Regions from separate parts of the Sus scrofa genome. Here region 2 is linked to region 1. A link is a contact called in public Hi-C data. All regions are on one chromosome and are shown on one strand. Each heading gives the region's core, a stretch centred on a gene start, on an enhancer-like site or on the middle of the called end of the contact. The rest is flanking DNA. Distances are from core to core; before and after follow the strand shown.

Evidence for each region. A called contact is a pair of places that touch in the nucleus more often than the background predicts.
Region 2: a contact with region 1 is called in a Hi-C map of alveolar macrophages, with 2.4 times the contacts expected there. The contact joins two enhancer-like sites. A contact is called at or near these places in 18 of 47 Hi-C or Micro-C datasets (alveolar macrophages, blood, embryonic fibroblasts and 11 more) and 2 of 2 datasets of contacts at active chromatin or transcription factors (alveolar macrophages and skeletal muscle).

The regions. Positions count from the first base shown.
Region 1 is chr15:67,246,596-67,249,139 of Sscrofa11.1, forward strand. The region is part of intron 2 of RBMS1 (RNA-binding motif, single-stranded-interacting protein 1); the gene reads right to left. Among named protein-coding and RNA genes, the nearest start is that of ITGB6, 130 kb to the left of the region's middle. Within about 2 kb of position 1,281, at least 15 of the 83 cell types and tissues checked have an H3K27ac peak or open chromatin away from gene starts, as enhancers often do. A contact at or near this core is called in alveolar macrophages, omental adipose tissue and retroperitoneal adipose tissue, where this site is marked.
Region 2 is chr15:67,314,764-67,317,307 of Sscrofa11.1, forward strand. The region is part of intron 1 of RBMS1 (RNA-binding motif, single-stranded-interacting protein 1); the gene reads right to left. Among named protein-coding and RNA genes, the nearest start is that of RBMS1, 93 kb to the right of the region's middle. Within about 2 kb of position 1,283, at least 6 of the 83 cell types and tissues checked have an H3K27ac peak or open chromatin away from gene starts, as enhancers often do. A contact at or near this core is called in alveolar macrophages, omental adipose tissue and retroperitoneal adipose tissue, where this site is marked.

The DNA of each region.
Region 1 (2,544 bases), core at 31-2,530:
ATTCAAAACAAGAACAACGTGACAGAGAGTAAAAGTAAACGTACTCTCTGAAGCAAAGAGGGTTATCTGAAACTATTAAAACGGAGTGTGCAAACTACCTAGAAATTTCTCCTGATTCTGACATGAGCTGAAAACGGCAGGAGTCAAATTGGACATTTCCTAGACTGAACACGAATGTTGGCTTTGATCCAGAACATGGCACCAGCATATTGATTTCCAAATGCTGTCAGGCCATCCTTTTCTAAAGTAATAAATCCTGACTGCCCCACGACCTTGAAAAGCCGGTGTGAAGAACAGACAGAAAAGGAAAATGATATCTATTTTACTCACTTCAGTTCTAAGAAATCTGGGGATGTGATACAAATGTATCATTAGTAAAAAATACACTTGGGCTGGATAGGCAAGGGAATGCTAATGTAGCCTGCCAGCACAGTTGATGTTTCTAAACTTAGATGTTTCATTCAAGGGTCACTCGTGACAATGGTCACGTCTCTTCAGGGCGGATCTAATGGAAAAGGATAAATAGGGCTCCAATGCTGGTTTCCTACTGATCTGCTCCAAATAAGACTATCCTTAGACACTGCAGATAAAGATAAGCAATCATTCCAAAGACAGAGCAATACCGCTCTAAAAATTTCTAATCTTAAAGCTTAAGAAAATCAGAGAAGAATTATCTTTATGTGGGAAAAAAAAAAAAAATGGAGCCAAAGTGAGCCAAAAGCTGTTAAATTACTTTAGTATCAGTTTCACAAAATTTCCATATTTCAATGAAGGTAATAAGACTCTCTCTCTCATGATAGCTTAAATTTGCTGCATCTTCCAGAATGTACAAGTATGAGTGCTGTGAATAAAGACTGGGGCTAAAAGTACTTCTTATTTACATGACATAATCAGGATTTCCCAATCTTGTTGTTTTGAGAAATCTTGCATCATAGGAGAGGCGCTAATGGAAAGGGGACATATCATTCCCATTCTTTAAAAGAACAAAAAAAACCTAGATTCTAGAAAGGCAGGTAAGGCTTATGGAGCTAAAGCAAAATTCCAGAATGGACTGGATAGAGAGACTGGTGAAAAGAACAGGCACCAGAGAAGTCCTTCCCAGGAAGACACCCATGGTGAAACTTTTGCTCTTTCTACCCTGGGGAGTAGTGAGGAAGTCAAGGTTGCTCAGAAATGCTACAAAGTATATTTTGCTTTGAGCTAAATAAAAATCATTATTTGCTGGTGGATTAGACAAGGACATCTGGGAAGAGGAAATGTGGTTTGGATGAGTGGGTAACTAGCTAAACAAGTGACTGAGCTAGTCTGATGGTCAAGGCCGACGCATGTAGGGATGTGTCACAAGGCTCTGTTCTTGGCCAGAACTTTTTCAACATCTAAAAATTGGCACAAATCGGGTCACTGACTGCACTCTTATTAAATATATGAATGTTCCAAAGCTAGTGGGGAATGGTGAATGTAAGGTGGTAGAAATAGTGCTTGGAAATTATTTCAATAGGCTAGAATGAATTCTTGGCCAAAGCCAACACTATAATATTTAATAGGGAAAAATAAGCCTTACGTATAAGTTCCAAAGGGAGGGATAATCAACTGTATAACTTTAGGGAAAGCCTTGGTTTCTCACATGAAAATACCTGGCTTTTCTGGCAAGGAACAAATTCAAGTTCTCTAGATGAAACAGATATAGGTTGCACTGAGAAAAATATACGATCCTGATCTTAGAAAGAAATTATGCTTTGGGGGCTCTTTGCTCACCATCTTCTGACCCCCATAGTGATGGGCTGAACTGGGTACCCCCAAAAGATATGTCCAAGTCCTAAGCTCCAGTGACTGTGAATGTGGTCTGATTTGGACATAGGGTCTTTGCAGATATAACTGAATTAAGATAAGGCCATTAGGGTAGGCCCACATCCAATGTTACAGGTGTCCTTCTAAGAGGGAATCTGGACCCAGACAGAATCACAGGGAGAAGGTATGTGTTGACTGAGATGAGCCCGGGGATGCAGCTGTGAACCAGAGCACTAAGAACTGCAGGCAAAGCACCACCAGCTGTACGGGGAAGGATTCTCCCTTAAGCTTTCAGAGGGAACATGGTTCTACTGACACCTTAATTTTGGACTTCTAGCCTCTAAAACTGTGGGATAATAACACATTATTTTAAGTCATCAAGTTTGTGGTACTCTGCAACAGCAACCCTGGGAATTCACACAGCTCCAGCTGCCTTTTGATCCTGTATAAGGCCCTGCGCTTGTCCTGCTCCATCTTCATCTTCTGCCCTTCAAGAAGTTACTTCACTGGGGAAATTCAGTCTCATTCTGCAAGGCTCAGTTTCATGGTTCTCTCCAGTAGCAGCAAGCCTTCTCTGACCTTCCCTGACCAAGCTAAGCGCTGCCTCTGCACTGGCCCGAGGCAGTGGGTCCTCAGTGTTCTTGGTGCAGCCCTCGGCCCGCTGCTACACCAACCCCATGTCTGCATCCGCATCACATCAGTCTGTGTTCCCTCAGACTGCTTTCCTCTTAGCATCTCAGGCCCTGGCATAGTGCC
Region 2 (2,544 bases), core at 33-2,532, 68 kb after region 1:
TATATTGATTCATTATTTTACTACAGAATTTAGTTTGCTCCCTTTAATTTTTTTACCTTGTCCTAACTCCATGAAAAGCTTGCTTCTTTCCTCATGGTATGCCTATCCTATTTTTAAAATTTACCAAGCTTTTAGAATGTATTAAGTGAAGAATTCTCTACAGATGCGAGTTTAAAAACAAACACCCACCAAACACCTACAGATGTCCAAGAAGGGAAAAAAATGTTTATTTTTCTGAGAAAGGCAAAGACAGCATCTCCGAAAATCAAATGTACAAACAAGACAAAGGAAAGAATTCAGGAAATCATCATGCATATACTAATAATCAAATCTGTCCATTTTCAAACAAATTAAAAGGTAGGATTTTTTCATCAATAAGAGTGATAAATGCTCTTTTTTCCCTACTCCAATCATTATAGAGAGTTGAAAGGCTTTCTTTTCCTCAAAGAGAAAGCAAACTCTGCTAACAACAGTAAACACAGGAACAACCGTTTTAAAATATGATGTGATGCTCTTTTCTACTTCTTTTGGATTTTTAAATTTTTTTAATGTGGTTGAGAGCCTCATTTTCAAGCTCCAGATCCTTACCCTTTTGGAGGCTGCCCCCACCTTCTAAACAAAGTCCATTCTTAGAGGCTGTGTCAAGGTCTCCCAGGATCACACAGAGCCTCCCAGGACCACCCGCTGTTGCCTGCTCTGTAGGGACATTAATAATAATAACACCTTAGAAGGATTAACAACAACAACCCTGTGGAGTGGCCACTATTATCTTTATTTAACAGAAACCCGAGGCTTTGGGAGGTTAAGTGAAAGAGCAAGCAAGTGACAGAGTCAGGACTTAAGCCAGGGTTGTTCAATTAGGTTGAGTGGTGGTTAAAGAAGTTAAAATGTGAAATCTGCACTACCAGGGCTCAAGGAATATGCTAGGAGGCAAGATTTTAAGAGGAAAATATGGGAATAATATGGTTTACAATTATGATGTCTTGTATAACTTGTTTGAAAAAGTGAGTTGGGTTCCCCAGAGATACAGGTGCTGGATTTAGCAAATAAAAACACAGGGTACTACACGATATTTGGGACATACTTATACTAGAACAGTATTTGTTGTTTTTCTGAAATTCTCATTTAACTTGGTGTCCCGTGTGCTGTGTGACAACCCTAGGGCAAAGGCCTTTATGAAACAAACAAAAAAACACTAATAAATTACAGAGCTACACTTCCCAAAGCTGAAATCTGGGCTGTTCTGTGAACCACATGTCTTTGGGAGGCCAAGTAAAGGGAAGTGTGGTGGGACTACAGCTGCTCTTGACCGGGCTTCCTTCTTTTTTTCCTGGTAGCAGACATAGCCCTTGACTCCAGAGACCTAGCTTTCACCAACCTGGCCATTTAAATTCACCGCTTCAAAGTACCTGACCCTTTTCTACTTTATATGAATGCTGGGAAGATTAAATATAGCTGAGGTTGGGAGGGGATAGCATATATATGTGTGTGTGTGTGTATATATATATGTGTGTATGTATATATATACATACACACATATCTTAAAAAATTTATTTATGGGCAGAGTGCTTTGGAAATGTATTCTCAGAAATTTGGATAAGGCAGACTCCCCTCCCACCACCTAGAACGGGCTTGAAAAGTATTACCAATATATGGCGAGCCCAGCTGACTGCAGTCTCTGTAAGGAAGGAAAGAACAACGGGAAATGTGTTCAAAACATGAAATGAACTATGGAAAATGTAGGGAGATGCCAAAAGGGATGCGTTGCAGAGAAACTGGATGATCACTGCTGGTGAATTTCATACTTTCCAAGTGCCAGTGGATACCTATTTCAGTCCTACTGAATTACAAACACATTGACAGAACCTACTATAGAAACAGGGCAAGACCTTTGTATGTATACCCATGTAATGTTCTGCTCATTTCCCGATCTGTGGCTTGAAAAGGTTTACCTTCTTTAAGAAAAAAAAAAAAAAAAATCAACAAATTGGGCCTGGGCTCAGACAGTGTTCTTTGAAACATTTCTCGGAACAACTTTAATCCTCAAACTTTAACAAAACCCAATCTACTACACAAAAATTGCTGTGAAAAGAAACTGCTTGGAGGGGATTAATCAACAGCTTTGTATGTCATCCTCTAACAAGGCCAAACACTGAATCACTGTTGAATTCTTCACGTGCAGCTACACCCAGTTAATCTTCAAGAAAGCAGCAAACTATGTAAATGTATTTAAACTGAGGAGATAAGTACTTCACTCATCAAAAGTTAGCAACACTGAACAAACATAGCTATAGGGTGGTAAGATCATTTGTAAAGAAATGAAACACACACACACGAAAATTCCGGTACTCACACCCCTACCCTAAAGACCCCACTGAAAACCACCAGGCAAAAAAGGACTTGCTACACGCCTCAATTTGTAAACACCAAAGTATATGACTTATGTCAATTACTTCAAGAAAGCAATTCCCAAATGACGTAAGGAATTGGAGGGGAAAGCAGCTAATAAAAGAATTCAAAATAAGATGAAAATATATACTGTCT